Linked DNA regions of Sus scrofa: region 2 is linked to region 1. Evidence: chromatin contacts called from public promoter capture Hi-C data. All regions are on one chromosome and are shown on one strand. Each heading gives the region's core, a stretch centred on a gene start, on an enhancer-like site or on the middle of the called end of the contact. The rest is flanking DNA. Distances are from core to core; before and after follow the strand shown.

Region 1 (4,474 bases), core at 807-3,306:
GCTGAACTGCTCAAAAATCTAAAATAGGGATGATTTAGAGCAGTCGGACTGAGATTTTTCACTATTTCTATAAAGCTAGATTTTTATTAGTAGTATGTGATATATTAATATGTATATATTATGTGTAAACTAACAACTGAATCTTCTTAAGAGTAATAACAATAATTATAATCCAGATTTTTTGTTCACACTAGTATTTGAACACTGGCCATATGGCTCAAACAGAGCCATAGCCAACCTTATATTTTCTAGGCAAATTCTTCCTTACTTTCCCAGAGAGGAAAAAAAAAACAACTTTTGTATGATACACATGCAAAAAGTATTTTTAGTTGAATGACTGCTTCTTTGCTTAAAGTTGCTCAGGCTTTTGGAGCACCTGTAGAGCTGACTTCTGTAAGACTAAAATTATCATTAGATATTTAATATATATTGGTTTAATCTGGTTATTCTCACCTAATCTGAGAAATTAAGAGACGATTGGCTTCTACTTGTCTTTAGGACCTTGGTCTTAAAAAAAAAACAAAAAAAACACAATTAAAGCTTAGATATGAGTAATCTTTCCTCAGTTGAATTACTATATTTTCTATAGTTTGGGTTTTTCAAAGTTGGGTATAGGTCTACCTACTGTCCCTTCCTTCTTCAGATTTCCAGAATTTAACTCACTGTTCTTTGATCCTGATTGGCATCATTTTGTTACAAACATAGCAATTTCTTCTGAGAGATTGTGCAAACCACTATTACCCAACACTTTTTGGACATACTGCCTTTGAGGCATATGAATATACAGTCTTTTTTTTTTTTTTTTTTTTTTGGTTTTTTAGGTAAAACCGTGCACAGGGATAGTGTCGTCAGGAGACATCAATGACAGTCCTATTTATTGTTCCTTTTCTGAATTATGACAAGCTTGGAGCTTAAACTCCTATAAACATATGCAGAATCACTTTCTCTGTGAGTTTGTCCACACTGAATTTCCGTCTGTCACTTTCATCTACTCACATAGCCCAGAAAGCCATTCTTTAAAGCTTATTTTCACCACCAACTGTTCACTTAGCGTTAATTGTAATCTTGACATTTTTTTTTTTTTTTTTTTTTTGTGCACCACTTTCTCTGCCATGGTCATTTATAATGACTTTAATAAGATTAGCTTACATGTTAGTATCTGGAAGGCTCACGGTTTAAGATATGTTTCTTCTCCATAGTTTTATTTTCTCCTAAACAACTTCTATAGCCACAACACAAGGTAAAATGGATTTTGGCGGAGTGGGTTAAGGATGGGACGTTGTCACTGCAGTCACTGCAGTAGCTCGGGTTGCTGCTGTGGCTCGGGTTCAGTCCCTGGCCAGGAAACTTCCACATCCCATGGGCTTAGCCAAAAAAAAAAAAAAGTCTTTGAAAATATAAAGAAATTACATTCACTGGCTTCCCTTCTTTTCATACACATATTTATTTCCCTCTAATAAAGCCAGTTTCCTTTTGGACCCCATGTTGTGCTTTTATGTATTTAGTGATGCTGTCCTTGATCATAACATTTTCTTGACAACAAAGTCAAATTAGAAATGCAGTATTTTGGGGTTTTTTTAATTGTATTTTATTTTATTTTTTAATTATTATTACTTTTGAATAGTTATTTCACCAATACAATTTTTTTTCTACTGTACAGCATGGTGACCCAGTTACACATATACATACACATTCTATTTTTGCACTTTATCATGCTCCGTCATAAGTGACTAGACATAGTTCCCAGTGCTACACAGCGGGATCTCATTGCTAATCCACTCCAAAGCAATAGTTTGTATCTATTAACCCCAAGCTCCCCAACCACCCCACTCCCTCCCCCTCCCCCTTGGCAACCACAAGTCTATTCCACAAGCCCATGGAGAAATGCAGTGTTTTGATAGAGCAGACCTTTATAGACCCAATCATGCCTCACCCACCCACCCTGAGACACATCACTGAGACTTGTGCATGTTCATACATGGTCTTCCAAGCCTCTATTTAAATATGTTTTGGTGGTGGTGACCTGGCCCTGTCACTGACACAGTCCAGTTACCTTAGAGCCACATTTGCTATAAACATGACTCAGGCGCTGCATGATTACAGCAGCTGGAAGCCTGTTGTTCAATGTAATCTTCTAACTCTGAAATCAGGTGTGCCAAGGGGCCAAAGGTAACAAGCAAATGAGCTAAGGAGAAACAGATGCCAAACTGAGGCACAATTCAAATAGAACATTCTCTATACTGAATAGCTTTGGACCCATTTCTTCCAACCCACCCATTTTAAATGACACCCACAAAGGGGAAATTTCTCCAGCCTCTTCCCTGGAAGAGGATGAAGCATAGAATCCCTTCAGCCATCACAAAAGCCAGGCCGTGGCACAGAGGAGCCTCAGGGAGCGCAGGTGAGTGGAAGGGGGCGTTTATTCCTTCTGGGTGGGTGAACAGGACTCTTGTGAAGGAAAGGAGCTGGGTTGGTGTGCCCATAAACCTTTTCCCTCAACTCAGAGGGAGTGACTACTGATCCCAGCTGCTTGATGCATGAGTCACGGTCCCAGAGGGCAGAGCTTGCTCCAGGGAGGGGCCTGAGTCTGGCCCAAGGAGTTCCAGAAGCAGCAATGGGCAGACAATTTTCCTGGCAGTTTACCTGAGCGATTCAGAGAGGCACTTATCTCTGAACAATGCCGATGGAAAGCCAGACGTAGAGCCAGAGCTGGGTCACTTTATTGCACCAAGTGAGATAGAGGTTCTGAATTGGCTCCCAGGCCACAGGGCTCCAGGATGCCAGGGAAGAAGGTCAGACTCTTCTGGAAAAGGGGCTGTGGACCACAGGCCATGGGAGACTGTGAGCAGACCTGCTGGGTAGAGTCCACAAGCCCAGCAAGAGACTTCAGCCATCACAGAAGCGTCTCAGGGAGAAAAGGAAAATGGAAAAGGCAATGAGATGTCCCTGGCAGCTCAGTAGGTTAAGGATCCAGCCATTGTCACATTGTCACTGCCGCGGTGTGGGTTCCACCCCTGGCCTGGAAACTTCCGCGTGCCATGGGTATGGCCAAAAGAGAGACAGAGAGGGAAGAGAGGCAGTGAAAAGAGGAACCCTTGGATGGACTCATCCAGCCAGTTCTAGAAGCTTTCTTATTGAGATCAACTTGTAGGGATGAGAAAATCATCGACTGTGGGAGTTGAAAAATCCTGGGAGCTCTTTGTGTCTAACCCCTCACTTGTCCCACTGGAGCCCGGCAAGGGGAGATGATTTGCCAGTGAGTTGTAAACAACAAATTAGAATAACCTGCTGTTTACCTCTCGGATTTAAGCACATGATCTGCTGAGCTGATATCCTCACCGCAGGTTGAGTGTGCCTTGCCATAAAATGCAAAGACCTAGTAAACAGAATGTACAGGGAGATTATTTTTTGAGAAAGTGATTGGAGCTGGTGGCTAGACATGTGGAATGGTTAAGAAGCAAATACTAGTGGTGGAATTGAGCTTGGCCAGGCAACAGAATGAAAAGACAGATAAGGCATGGTTTTCGCAGCCATCCGTCATCCTTACACGGCAGGGCCTTAAAGAACGGGGGCATCTCAGGAGTGTGTGTGTGTGAAGAGGTGGCTGTGGGGAGGAAAGGACAGGAGGATCCTTGATAGAAGATGGAATTTATGCAGATACCAGACTTCCTCCACAAAATAATATTGGCATTCATAAATAAAAGTGGGGGAAAGGTGAGGGAGGCGTTTTCTAGTTGAACAGCAAAAAGAAAGAAAAAAAAATTGTTTTCAAACATTTGACAGTAGTCCTTCAAATTGGTTCTGGGGACACATTTTTAGTTCATCAGGTATGAAAAGGTACTTGTTTTCATTGATTTAAATAATTAAGAGTTAGAAGACCTAACAGAAAAGTCAAACCAAAATGAATAATGGGCAAGAAGGTAAAACAAAGAAGTGGGCAGAAGTTCTCATTGTGGCTCAGCAGTCTGAGGACCCTAAGATGTCTCCATGAGGATATGGGTTTGATCCCTGACCCTTCTCAGTGGGTTGCCGTGAACTATGGTGTAAGTCACAGATGCAGCTTGGATCCTGCCTGGCTGCGGCTATGCCTGTGGTGTAGGTTAGCTGCAGCTCTGATTTGACCCCTCACCTGGGAACTTCCATATGCCACAGGTGTGGCCCTAAAAATAAAAAAAAAAGTGGGCAAATTGGAGTGCTTGGGAGGATCCAATTGTTGTTGTCGTTGTTGACTGTGGCTCAGAAGGGGCCTCTGAACAGAGGTGTGGATTGGGGCAAGGGTACCAAGCTGGAGAGAAGGACACATTAGATAGAAGTAGTTGGAAGGAATGACGGGAAGCAGCAGTGTGGCGAAGGTATACCAGAAGGGACCACGGAATCTCTGTGGGTGGATATTCCATTCCTAGACAATAATACTGTGCATGCAGGAATGTTCTTGAGGCAATTGTACCCAGTGTAACGAGACTAAGAAACACAT
Region 2 (4,474 bases), core at 1,240-3,739, 130 kb before region 1:
TCAATTTCACTGACTAGAGTTGGAGAACTATCTTAAAGTTCCTCACCTCAGTTATAGGACTGCTTAGGTAGAGAATCACATATACTTATTACTCAAACATTTGCTTCCTAAGCTGCTATTATTTAATGACTCTACTGGAAAAGAGAAATTTTATTAAAGATATCTTAAAATAGTAAGGCAGTCAGAAAGAGAGGAGGGAAGGAAGCAAGGAAAGAAGAAAGGAAGAAATAGATTGCACCAAGAACTTCTATGCCCTGGAATTTAGTAGAAGAAAATAATGAAATACATGCAAAAATATTATGTATAAAATTTAGTCAGTGTAGCATTATATTACACACAATTTTGTTAGAGGGTAATATATAAAATATTCACATGTAACAATAGGGTGTGAATATTTAAAGTATATTTCAGAGTAATATTTGACATGGAAAATATTCATGGTGTTATTCTAAATGAAAGAAACATAAATAATACTGTTCATATAATTTAAATTATATATATATAATATGTATACAGTGAATAATAGAAAACCGTATTAACAATGTTTGCCTTTGGCCATATGTTTTCAAATTTCATGTTTTATGATACTTAAGAAAACTTGATGTCAAAATCTCTCATTATATAGATGCCACTTTACTCATACAATGAACCAGACTATTGAAACTTTAATCTGTAGGTCTAATATTTCCAAATGTCTAAATATAAAAAATATATAAATAAGATAATTAACAAAATTCTGGGATTCTAAATCTGCTTTAGCTGAAAATCTGTGTGATACTGAAATCATTTCCTTTAATAGTAATGTAAATTTAGTAAAGTAGATATTGTTCTCAAAAAGAAATTAGTGGAGTTCCCATTGTGGTGCAGTGGAAACGAATCCAACTAGTATCCATGAGGATGGGGTTTCGATCCCTGGCCTTGCTCAGTGGGTTAAGGATCTGGCATGCCATGAGCTGTGGTGTAGGTTTCCAACATGGCTGGGATCTGGCATTGCTGTGGCTGTGGCGTAGGCCAGCAGCTACTGCTCTGATTAGATACCTAGCCTGAGAATCTCCATATGCCACAGGTGTAGCCCAAAAAAGCAAAATAAATAAATAAATAAATAAATAAATAAATAAATAAATAAAGTTGGTAAAGATGTATTAGGATTAAAGTGTAAAGGTAAGAATCCATTGCCTCTTAACAAATTATATGCTGTCCCAAATTATATATTTTCCCTATTAAATGTGGATATCAGAAATTTGGCAACAATCATGGTAAAAAATTATTTAACACTCAAAACAGATAGTGCTTTCAAAACATCATTCTTCAATAAAAGGAGGCATATTACTAGTGAAATAACTAATTTCAAGCTGAAGTGGGAAATCCACAAGATGAATATAGGATAATTTGCTAAGGCAGAAAGAAAAAAGTACTTAAAAATGATGGATTAATATCTTTATAGCAGAAATAATATGGAGACACCACCTTAACCATTGATTCACAAGAACATCACCAATACTGGAAAAAATTAACATTATCTGTGTGTTAGTGGAAGGCTTTAAGAGGGACACTTTTTTTTTTCTGCCAAAAATTTTAATCTGAACTAAAACATGGACAATCAATGGAGAACCCCAATTGAGAGATAATACACATACAGAAAAATAAAACTCATACTCTTCAAAAATACCAGTGTTGGGAGCTCCCATTGTGGCCCAGCAGAAACGAATCCAAGTAGGAGCCATGAGGTTGCAGGTTCAATCCCTGGCCTCACTCAGTAGGTTAAGGATCCTGTGTTGCCATCAGCTGTGGTGTAGGTTGCAGACGTGGCTCAGATCCTCCGTTGCTGTGGCTGTGGCTGTGGCATAGGCCAGCAGCTGTATCTCCGATTAGATGCCTGGCCTGGGAACCTCCACATGCCATGGGTGTGGCCCTAAAAAAGCAAAAAACCAAAAACAAAAACCAGTTTCAAGGCAAGAAAGGCTAACTCTTTAGAATAGAGAAAATGAGTATTATATGTGATATTGAATTTAAGCCTTAGACGACATGAGCAGAAAATCCTGTATATAGTTAATCAATGTTAATGTTACATTTCCTGATTTTGGTAATTATATTGAGAACAGATTAGTGAATATTCCTGTTACTGGGTGAAAATCAAAAATGTTTAGGAATAAATTGTCAATATGTGAATGTGGTTGCATTTTACTTACATGTGGTCTACAGAAAACTAATACTATGTACGTAGAAAAGAAATGACAAGGCCAACGTGAAAAAAAAATTGATAAAATGTGTATACTAGTATTGTTTATGATTCTTGATACTTATCTGAAAATTTGAATTACTTCGAAGTAAAAAGTAAAAAAAAAAAAATGTAAACATTGGAGAAAATAATCGGTGAAGTAGAAACAAGCTCCCTCTGAAATCACTTCCGATAAATAATTCCAATTTTCACTGCTATGCATACCTGACTTTCCATCACACTTCGGTCCTTTACAGACAGCCTATCATTAGCAATGGAGGGCAACAAATCCTGGATCGCAGAATTCATCCTGGTGGGATTCCAGCTCACTGAAGAGATGGAATTGCTCCTCTTTGGTATCTTCTCCCTGTTATATATTTTCAACCTACTGGCAAATGGCATTATCTTGGGACTCATTTGCCTTGACCCTAGACTGCACTCCCCCATGTACTACTTCCTATCTCACCTAGCCATTATTGACATGTCCTATGCTTCCAGCAATTTGCCCAATTTGCTGGCAAACCTACTGAATCACAAAAAAACTATCTCCTTTATCTTATGTACTTTGCAGATGATATTTAATTTGAGTTTTGCTTCTATAGAGTGCCTGATTTTGGTGGTGATGTCCTATGACAGGTATGTGGCTATCTGCCATCCCCTCCAGTACACTGTCATCATGAACTGGAGACTGTGCACAGTCCTGGCCATCACTTCCTGGGCATGTGGGTTTTCCCTGGCTCTAGTCCAAGTAATTCTCCTGTTAAGATTGTCTTTCTGTGGGCCCCAGCAAGTGAACCACTTCTTCTGTGAAATCCGATCTGTTCTCAAATTAGCCTGTGGTAATACTTGGATCAATGAAATTTTCCTCTTCGCTGATGGTGTGTTCATCTTAGTTGGGCCCCTTTCCCTGATGCTGGTCTCCTATGTGCACATCCTCTGGGCCATCCTGAAGATCCAGTCAAAGGAGGGCCGCAAGAAAGCCTTTTCCACCTGTTCTTCCCACCTCTGTGTGGTTGGGTTCTACTTTGGCATAGCCATGATGGTTTACTTGGTCCCGGACAATAATCAACGAGAGGAGCAGCAGAAAATCCTTTTCCTATTTTACACCCTTTTCAACCCATTGCTAAACCCCCTTGTCTACAGTCTAAGGAATGCTCAAGTGAAGTCTGCCTTCCACAGAGTATTGCAGAAAAAGAGGACAAGGTAAATTTTTGGTGCAGTGGAGTTTTCTCTTTAGGAGTTGTGATTGCTGGTGAAAAAAAAAAGTCTCAAGAAAATTCCCCAAGAAGAAGTATGTTTTAATGATGAGCATTACTCATGAGTAACATCAGCAGGATGACAGAATAGGAACCCCTAAGAAACCATTCCTCAGCTGTGACAGCAATATATAGACTAGTACTCTTTGTAAGAACAACGGAAGTGAGATAATAGGTTGAAGTATCCCAGACAAATACAAATCCAAGAAGAAATACAGTGTTTAGGCAATTTTATGGCACTTTTAACCTGCTGGAACTACTGGCTTATCATGTCAGGATCAGGAGAAAATTCCCAACTCCCAACACTCCCTTAAGAGGTAAAGAGAATAATAGACCATGCATACTACTTTCTGCCTTTTCAAGGAGTTCCCTGAGGGTTTGTTATATGTATTGCCTGACTCAGAGCACTCGTGGGAATGGCACTTTGGACTCCTCGTTGGGGCCTCTGAGAAACATGGCAAGCAGCCAACTTTTTACTGCAGTATAGAGATTGTAGCATTTCATACAAACACCAGGGGGAGCAAGTCTCTTCAGAAAAAAATTAGGAAAACCTCTTTAACTGCGAAAATGTATGTACCAACTCAGAGAAGCTGCATCCCCAGACAGGGTCAGGGAGGTCCCCAGAGTCTCTAGGAAAGGCTAACTGCTGAAGGTCTGCTCCTTCACAAAGTCAGACAATGAAGACTGGAAGAGATAGCACTTTTTCCAAAAGCCTCAATCTCAGTTAAAGTTCACAAGGTATACAATGAAACAGGGAAAACATGCACCAGTTGAAGGAACAAAATAAATCTCAAGAAACTACTCATAAGGAGACATATTTATGAATTACCAGGCAATAATCCTATATAATAATTATAATGATATTCAATAATCTAAAAGAATACAGATAACAAAATGAGGAAAGTGATACCTGAAAAAAATGAAAATATCAGAGATGAAAACTATTAAAAAATAGAAATTCTGTAACTGAATTGAAAAAGTGATTAGAGGGGCTCAAAAG

Evidence for each region. Promoter capture Hi-C pulls out the DNA fragments that hold promoters and counts their contacts.
Region 2: a contact with region 1 is called in a promoter capture Hi-C map of liver, with 7 times the contacts expected there. The contact joins the promoter of LOC100511653 here to the enhancer-like site in region 1. A contact is called at or near these places in 1 of 5 promoter capture datasets (liver) and 8 of 47 Hi-C or Micro-C datasets (embryonic fibroblasts, epiblast stem cells, liver and 3 more).

The regions. Positions count from the first base shown.
Region 1 is chr9:113,361,858-113,366,331 of Sscrofa11.1, reverse strand. ARHGEF5 (rho guanine nucleotide exchange factor 5) reads left to right here. Exons shown (of 16, transcript XR_002335920.1): 16 at 822-1,483. Among named protein-coding and RNA genes, the nearest start is that of NOBOX, 16 kb to the right of the region's middle. Within about 2 kb of position 2,056, at least 18 of the 83 cell types and tissues checked have an H3K27ac peak or open chromatin away from gene starts, as enhancers often do. A contact at or near this core is called in liver, where this site is marked.
Region 2 is chr9:113,487,896-113,492,369 of Sscrofa11.1, reverse strand. It overlaps LOC100511653 (olfactory receptor 2A2-like), which reads left to right and starts at 2,489. Exons shown (of 1, transcript XM_013977867.2): 1 at 2,489-3,978. The coding sequence starts at 2,493. The coding sequence ends at 3,425.